3 separate regions of the Drosophila melanogaster genome follow, and all the other regions are linked to region 1. The links are chromatin contacts, called in public Hi-C and targeted proximity ligation maps. All regions are on one chromosome and are shown on one strand. The core of a region is the stretch at or near the end of the contact, and the rest is flanking DNA. Distances in the headings are between cores, read along the strand shown. Region 1 holds the start of MCU (Mitochondrial calcium uniporter). Region 2 holds the start of dikar (dikar,). Region 3 holds the start of SP1173 (SP1173,).

Region 1 (2,973 bases), core at 168-2,667:
AACATAATTAGTCGCTTTTAACATGCATAAATCTTTTTTGTTCGTTGCTATTGCAGCTAATTAATGTCACTGCAGTTGTCAGCTAAAGTTGTACAGTGTATGAGTGCGTATCTGTGTGAATTTATCTGCGGACATTGTGTAAATAGGCATGAGTGTGTGTGTATGCTTGCGCATTATAAATTATCATAAATAATATCATGAGGCATCATGAATAAATGCATAAATGCGCTTTGTTAGTTGTTTAATGTTTATTAGTTGGCAATGGCGAATTAAGCGCCTAATTGAGTTTACGCATAATCCAGCACTTTCGTTATTACTATTACCTCAGACACCGATTCAGCTCTCCTCATCGTAAAGACTCGATCAAATAACTTTTGACAACTCCAAAATACATAACTATGTACTACTATACACACGGCAGCCACAGAAACTTCTGTGTACCTTAAGCATTTCAAATCCATGCCACGACTGTGACTTTGTTCCAGCAGTTAACGAATGCTACAGTAAAACCCAGATATATATATATATCGGACTAGTACGTTAAGCATAAGGCTGCCTCTATCCCCTAAGTGTATTATAGATGTTTTTAGCCTAAGTAGACTTAAAATGCGCTTGTCACAGGCCTCGATGTAAAAGTGTAAAACTCTAGTTGTATTTTTAACGCAGCACTAAGCAAAGCTCTATTGTATAGTTGGATATATGCGTAAATGTATGAGGACTAGTTCAAGTTTAGATTGGTAATGCGACAATAATAAAAGCGAAATTATTGCAAGTGTAAAATGGATGCGAATTATTCATTGGCGCGTTTATGCGGGAAATTTGAAAAGTAGGTTTACTTTTGTACTAAAAAAACTATTTCAATCACAAGCCGACTAAACAGTCGAGACACGAACCTAAACAATGTTCTAAAACCAAGTAAACACGACAAGCTAAGACATGCACCTTTAACGAGGGCACCATCCACATTTATCGAGTTCAGGAACCAAAAGGAAAGAGTATTCGCTAGATACGGATAAAAAATTGTGTATTTTTATCGAATAAACGTGTGTAGAAATCGAAATGGCAACTTCAGCATATGACCCCAAAATTCGTTATTTTCAAAAAGCTTTGCTTCTCATTGACTATTATAATTATATGTAAGAGTAGTAAAAATTCATCCGATGGACAAGCACAATTACATTTATTTTACTGTGCCGCTTTGCCATATTACAAAATATAAATAAATAGACAACAAATTTAAAAAACAATTTATTTCTGTACAAGCATATTTAATTTTTTAAATATTTTTTTTGGCGCCACGTTATTCAGTGAAAACAGTGACATAACAGCATGGTAATCGATTGGTGCTGGGTGCGCACCGATAGTATCGATTAGGCATAGCTTTTCGTTTGCAGCTTCGGTTAGTTCATTTCTGTAGTTCGTTCGTGTCGGTTGTGGGAGTTGATGTTTTCTTATTTTATTGACAACTTTGAATATTAACATTCAAATACGCGCAATTTCGGTGTATATTTCCGAGTAACTAAAATTTATTTATATAAGAAAACAACGGTATATATGGTTGGCGCGTCGGTTTCAAATCGAAACCGCAAGCTATAAATTTAAATATCAGCTAGATAAGCCATAGAACGATAAAAGTAGCACGTGCTAACAGGTATTCGGCCACAAACGACAGTTGCAAAAAGAGTTAATTATTAATAATAATATCGCGTGTTCTCACAGCCGGCTTTAAATAAAAAGTCGTGGGCGAAGAGAGTGCAAAGAGAGCGAAAGAGAGAGTGCCGTGCAGCGAATGGTCCATTAAAACGGCGCGTTCCCAATAATTAAATTCCCAGAATATATATCTTTCCACATATGTATATATAATTTTATTCCGAGTGCTAATCGCTGGGTTTTAGCCCTATGTGCCGCGCATGAAAAGTTAAAGAAGATTCGCTTGGTAAAACCGGTAATTCTCTTCGCCCCTTCTCACAGAAAATTCTCCCGTTCTCCTTTTTCGCGCCCGTTCTTGGTTGTTTTTGTTGTTGGTTGCGGCTTGTTGCATTTTCCCTGTCACAACTTATACACTTTGTTAAAGTAGTCAAAATTAAACGTAATCATGTCAAAATGTTAGGTGAAAGTGAAATTCGCATTGGCCGCTTTTGTTTATTTATCGTGGGAGCTATCTATTCGAGCCTATCGGAAGATTCTAACGGTGCCTTTGAAATCCACGACGATGAAAGAGGCTTCGCTAAAGTTTCCGGTTCGAATAAATAATACCCGTTTCGCACATAGGCGTTTAAAATTAGATTTTGGCTGAAAGGTAGTGCCAAGCCTCTTAGTGTACTTGTATTTCTTATTTATTTTCTAATCCAAACAATAAGTTGGGCGCGGAATTGCAACACATTACTCATTATTTACCCCCCCATAACCGGTGTTATCGTGATTTACAATAAAAATAAAAAGGAGTATTCAGTGCTGTGGTGTAGTGTTCAATCCAGCCGTACAACCAGTTCCTGTTAAGCGAGCCGCATCATGTCCAGAAATAGGGCTGCCATGGTCAGCGCCTTTCGGCTCTTCCTGCGACCAGCGACCACCACCACCCATAGAAGTCTCGCCCTGCGTTTGGCCCCCGGCACCACCTTCGCCCTGGTGAGTGCTACATACAAAGTACCTACGCACATACACAGTTCAGGAAAACTATCTGGGGAAGTCGCGCTCCGGGGGAGCAGCTGTTTGCCACGGTATCGGATCTATAAAAATACACGCACTTGCTTTTCGAATGTGAATAAGCGCATGCTAACAACAAGGGGTAGTATTGTAGTATTAAGAAATGAGCCATTCAACGACGTATTGAGAAGTTATCTAGGTCAGTTTTTAAAGCTTTTATCACTTTACAAATATCAGCATATGACAAATTGGAAGTCTTATTTATAATATAGATTTATTTTAGAAACTTTGATTTTATAAAAAAAATACATATTTTAGATGAAGTTG
Region 2 (2,973 bases), core at 346-2,845, 190 kb after region 1:
ATTAACTCGGGCACTAGGGCGACCTGATCCTCATCGCTGGTACCATCGGAGAGCAGCGCCGATTCGAGGTCCTGTGGATGCAGTGCGTTTTTTATGATTGATTCTCTTTAGAAGGTGTTTATCAGTTACTCACCTCGATGTCGATGTCGGGCAGATCAAAGGCAGAACTAAACAATGAACAGAAATGCGAAATACACGGTATCTCCCACCATGATTGAATGTCTGCGAAGAGAAAAACAATGTGATTTAGCAAATTTTTCGGTAACTTGCGACTCTTGTTGTATATATTTCCACTATTATATTGGTTTTGTTAAGTAGGAACTGATTTGGTAAATTTATTGCTCACCTAATAATCCAATGAAAGTAGAAACCATTTATGTATGCTTGCTTATTGGAAACGTTGCTCCTCTGCGGGATTTTATAGATGTCAGTAAGAACAATTCCTGGGCCTCTTTAGTAGCTCTCTGGTGTGGAAGTCGGGCTGCGTATATAATATATATGTATATATAACGTATGTGGTCAGGCGTTAACGAATTAGGCTCAAATTACACGACCGAAAGTCAAAAGGCGGCAAAAAGAGCGAGCGCAGAATTCAGACAAAAAAAATGTGTGCAACATGTGTGTGTGTGTTGGGACACTTGGCGGCGATATATACACAAACATCTGGCTTTATCACTTATCAAACATTCCGATGCACGCAAGGGTCTGGGCAGCGCAGGGGATGGGGATGGGAGTGGGAAGGGTCGAGTGGGTGGACGGTAGGTCAAAAGAAAGTACGCGCGCTTATTTTCACGAAGAGAAAATCAAAACAGACAGCCGACAAGCGGCCAAGGCGTGCGTCAAAGCGGGACGGCACCAGTACATTGAGCCAATAGCCGAACCGCTCACTTTTTCACGTTTGCATGCCGTCCCGCTCCCGCGAATGGGCACTACTATTTTGACTACACTGCACTCGATTATTTTGCAATTATAATGTGCAATTTACACGGCTTTTGGGCAGTTGGTTTTTTTCCGCTTTTCACCGCAAATTGCACGCGATGAAAGGTTATGGTGCGCAGATTTAGTTGGCGTACATAGCAGTTTATTTAACTTCCAATTTTGTGGAGCATGCGCGCGGCGGCTGACGACCGACGGCTTTTCTCCGCCTCCGTTTTTTGCCTGCTGGGCAGTGTGTATTTATTTTTATTAATACACGTATATATATTTTTCAGTTACGTGTGAAAATGTCATTTAACTTTAGAGACGCCCATTTCCCAGTCATCTTTTCTTTCTGCTTTTTCCCCCTCAATTTCTTTTTCCACACACACGCACGCACACACTCGGATGCCAGGGCACACACACACATAGTTGTACGCAGAGGGGCTCCATCTGCCATAAAATATTATTAATTATTTCACAACAATAGCAGCACGCACTAAACAGTTCGCTGCGATCGATTGATTGAACGGCATGCCTACCCGTTTCGATCCCGTTAATCTGGCTATCTGCGCAGACAATACGCGATTCGCGTTTTTTTGCGCTCCTGGTTAATTTTATTTTTCTTCAGCGAGCAGCAAACGCGGCGAAGAAATTATCGTGGCTCTCGATAACTAGTGGTGGTCTGAAATTCGTCAACACGCCAGCCATCGATGGTTCACTAGAGATGCGGCACTCGGGGCAAAGTGGCTCTAAACGATAGTTAATATATTTGTTTTGGATTTAAATTGGTAAATCGACTTTATTTCTTCAAAACGGTTCACCTTTCATATTTTTCATATTAAATAGTTTTCAATTGTGTATTTTAGTTTTAAATTTAAAGTATTTAAGTTTGTAAAACATATATTCAATGAAACTTTAAAATCAGATTAATACATTTTTATTTTAAATATGCTTGCTTTTCCACATAAACACAATTCTGCAGATAAGAAAAGTATTTTAAGATAATTTAATTTTAATAAAAAAATAATTTAATAATTTAATAATCTGCTTGCCAATACATGTATTATGTTTTGTTTTGTTTACTATAGAAGTTTGTAAGCATTAATGCGCAATTTACAACATTCCCCGATTCTATCGATAGATCGATTTCCTTCTTCCGGTCGCTTTTCGCTTGCCATTCGCCTCTCCGCTACCCCTCCTTCAACAGTCTTTTTTTCTTGCCTTCCCACCCCTCCTTTGCGAGAGCAGCTGTGAGTCTAACCTAACTTTTCCGCCGTTAACTACATGGCGGCGTGCTAGTGTGTGTTGTTGCTTCACACGCACAAGTGCGGGTGTGTGCGTGCCAGTCACCATGTAGGTCGTCATGTATGTTCTAAAGTAACTACATGGCATAAATCGCGGGTTGGGGGGCTATCAATTAAAGATTAACCAAAATTATGCAAAACCATCCAAAGCTGCAATTCAAGTTGAGCGCGCATGCAATGTTTGCAAAAGTCTGCAAGCTAATTTATACGAATTTCGGCCGAAATTGCATTCTGTTCAACAACGTGCCTCGGGGAGTCCCACCATGTAGGTGCCATCTACATGGCGATTCTAGCCTACATGGCGAGGCATGCGAAACTGGTTTGGGCAAGGGCGACCACGAAATTTGTTGTAAAATAAAGTGGTGCTGGGAAAGCCTCCCCAAGAACAAACAAGTAACGCACTACTGTAATATAATAAAACCCTTATTTTTGTTATACATATAAATTTAGCTGTTCGAAATTAATAAGTTATTTCAAGATCATTGAAATTGCAAATTAATTCAGGAATTAAACCAAATTATTGTGAATTTATTTTTAAACAAATGACTCCATTTCAAATGACTTTCCAAAAACTATAACAACTTTCTCACTTTTCCCATTAATACTCGCTTAAAAAGTCCAAACACCAGTTTCTTGTATTTCATACATAGTAATTTAGTCTTTATTTATAGTTTTAGTTTAGTGTAGTTTTTTAGAGTCAAACGTTTAGATACATAGAATTGAATAACCGATGTAATGTAATGGCGTATTT
Region 3 (2,973 bases), core at 319-2,818, 150 kb after region 1:
ACACGCAGAGTCCTTTGTGGGCGCTTTTATTGTAGTTACCAAGGTTACAACTCCATCCCATTCTATTCCTAGGGTCCTGGCGTCAATTGAGCGCCTGACTGATTAAATTACCCGAGTGCACACTATGGGCAACGAACAAAAGGACAATGGAGTAGGGGTTTGCATAGTGCATTAAGCAATTGTCCTTTTTATATGTGCCATATATATGTATATGCCATGGCGATGTCGCCAGGCTGTCTCCGCGTCACTGAGTCGCCGCGAAAATTGCATTTTTCAGTGCGTGAACGAATAAAAGTTTGTCCCTACAATTTCATTGATTTTCTCTTCTGCGAGCTGATGATTTCATTCGCAGACCCTAAACCAAACGGGAATCACGAGAATCCTTCGAGGCAAATGCAACACGTGACCGAGGGCAAACGAAGTCCTTGCTGGCAACGAAGTCGTCCTCCATTTGTGGTTAGTAAGTCACATCATTTTCGCTTTTAATTTCGTCTTTTGGCTGCCAACGGTGACCGCAGAAGCCGCCAAGCCAGATGACATCACAATTTTGTGAGTGGGTTTGATTGTGTGTCAGTGTGTTTTGTGTGCGAAATGATTGATGACTAAGCTTTAAAGAAGGTTTTACGAAGGATATGCCTAGGGATAATTATAAACATGTTATCCAAAACATGGTTTATAAGTAAAGTCTTTAAGGTCTTAAAAAAATGTATAAAAGTACATTTTACTACAAAAAATGTGAAATCTCAAAACGAAATAAAAAAATATTTATAAATTTTAATATGTTAAAAAAAGTATAAAACTTCCTGTAACGTTTTCCGTCCAAAATCCCCTTTTCCAATTTAAGTAAATAATTTACATGCAAATTCACTTTTATTTGTTAGTATATGAATATATAATAATTCGTATTTGCCTGTCTGCCATAAACGTTAGCCGAAAATCGCTCATTAATGTTTCCGTTCTTCTGGCAATTGCTTAGGCTAATTATTCAGTCAATGGCCAATTCGTAGCTTCTTGTTTGTTATGGGTACATTATTTGCTATTTATGTATTCTCCATTAACCAAAAGCACACACTGTCAATCGCACAAGTAGAGTAACACCACGAGCACTTGTCGTCAGGGAATATACGAAATCGTATTTGATTGTATTTTTATTTCGCTTTCTTTCTTCTTATTTTCAAATTAAATGAAAATATTTCAAATTCAACACTGGCTGGCACAAGAATAACAGGCGACACTGCCAAGCTAAACGCGCAGCGATTTCTAAAAACGAGTCGAGACTACGAAAATAAGTTTTTCGAATAAGCCAAAGAAGCAGAAGGAAACACACTATTATGTTATGTATAAGTAGCTAATAAATGAAAACACACCGAAAAGTGCGCGTCGCGCGGATGCCTCGAATAAAAACTACTTTGTTTTTATTCGATATGTATTTTTTTTATTTTGGCGGCAGCTGCCAGAAGTCAAAGAAGCTCCCGGCGTGGGTGAGTTTCGAGGCACGGTTTCGATATATTTTCCCAACTGGTAATCCGCGTGCGCGTCCAAACGCCTCGCCGTTCGAAAGAAAACTAAACGGGCAACAGCGGCAAAAAACCGGAAAGCATTCACAGCCAGCTGTTTCGGCTACCCTTCCCAATTTCCCAATGTGCTGGGACGCGACTGTGGCTTAAGAGTCGCTGAAAAAATAGTGTTGCATACTTTTTAGCGGTCGGCGCCAATGATTACCCCTATATTTGTGTTACGATTTCTATTTGGCTCTTGCCAAGATTTTCCCGTCTAACGAAATGCCTTCCGCTTTTTTCGGGCGTCTGGAATTTTCAACCCTTAGGGCTGCTCACATTCGCACGGAAACACCCCCGCAATGGGAAATCCTCGGCGGCACAATGCGGATAGACACACGTGCATTGTTGCTGAGGGTGTTTTAGTCTGGCTGATATGCATATGGGACATGGCTACAGACCATTTCCTTAATGAACTAGAAAATATTGACCTAATATGCATAACTAAAAGGTCCTTAATTCGTTGTCAACATGAGGCGGAAACGCTAAGTAAATAATAATATTATGTTTATGTTTGCATTTGGTAGATTTTAATTGACTTTTACTGTCTGACTAGTTATTTGATACTTATATTTTCCCCAAAAGGAACCTTTGTTGAGAACTAGGGTTTTGCTCAGAACTGCGTACTTTCTTATTTAATCAGTATTTATTTAAAATTAATAATATTTTATGTTCTACTTCAATATTGAAATATACATTGGTAGAAGTTGAAAAATATAATATGTACCTGTATATTCATAATCCTTACTTGTCTGAACTAACCTCCCCCAAACGCTTAATAATTAATTCCTACGCCAGGTGCAATTACTTTGAATAACCAAACAAACTTTAACTGCCCGTCATAACAGCTGCAATCTAAGGGGCTTTTCGATAATAGAAGTAGGATAACCACACATCCAGAAACAGTTGTCAACCCACAGCTGCTTCGCTCAGCCCCAGAGTGTCAATTAAATTTAATTTAAGGCGACATTTGCCGTCAGCCACTCGCAGTTGCATTTGTCTTGGCCCACAAGAACGATGATGATGATGGCGGTTGGCTCCCTCGAAACGATCCTAAATGGCCGCAGATATAGCGATCGGATGTGGCACATCGATGGGGCTATTTTCGATGCCACCGATTAGCCTATTGGCCGAGTGAGCAACTTTTAACTTTAACCCTTTGCAGGGCGCGTGTCTGGGAATTGGGGATCGGGATGGGGGATTGGAATTGCTCCGCTCCGCTCCTCGTACTGTCTATTTTTGGTTGTTGCTCGCTCGCACACTCGCGAAAAGCTATAGACATCGGGTCGATCGGAAGATCCCCGATCTACACTTACACTCCGGCGTAGCACAGATTCCGCCGCTCTTTCTTTTCAGTAGAAATCAGTTGGCCGCGCAAATCGCACGGATGCGGGCGGGCTGAAATCCAAGAGATACA

What was found. A called contact is a pair of places that touch in the nucleus more often than the background predicts.
Region 2: a contact with region 1 is called in a targeted proximity ligation map of the Kc167 cell line, with 6 times the contacts expected there. A contact is called at or near these places in 3 of 107 Hi-C or Micro-C datasets (the Clone 8 cell line, the Kc167 cell line and the S2 cell line) and 2 of 7 datasets of targeted methods (both in the Kc167 cell line).
Region 3: a contact with region 1 is called in a Hi-C map of the Kc167 cell line, with 4 times the contacts expected there. A contact is called at or near these places in 13 of 107 Hi-C or Micro-C datasets (the Clone 8 cell line, the Kc167 cell line, the PNm cell line and 8 more).

What each region holds. Positions count from the first base shown.
Region 1 is chr3L:6,549,322-6,552,294 of dm6, forward strand. It overlaps MCU (Mitochondrial calcium uniporter), which reads left to right and starts at 1,418. Exons shown (of 8, transcript NM_144449.4): 1 at 1,418-1,515; 2 at 2,443-2,628. The coding sequence starts at 2,512. sfl (sulfateless) reads left to right here. Exons shown (of 7, transcript NM_079222.5): 7 at 1-783.
Region 2 is chr3L:6,741,569-6,744,541 of dm6, forward strand. It overlaps dikar (dikar,), which reads right to left and starts at 1,596. Exons shown (of 10, transcript NM_001274552.1): 1 at 1,458-1,596; 2 at 347-481; 3 at 134-222; 4 at 1-71. The coding sequence starts at 374. velo (veloren) reads right to left here. Exons shown (of 9, transcript NM_206286.2): 9 at 2,858-2,973.
Region 3 is chr3L:6,701,953-6,704,925 of dm6, forward strand. SP1173 (SP1173,) reads right to left here and starts at 1,569. Exons shown (of 6, transcript NM_168178.2): 1 at 911-1,569. It overlaps CG8519, which reads left to right and starts at 2,908. Exons shown (of 3, transcript NM_139797.4): 1 at 2,908-2,973.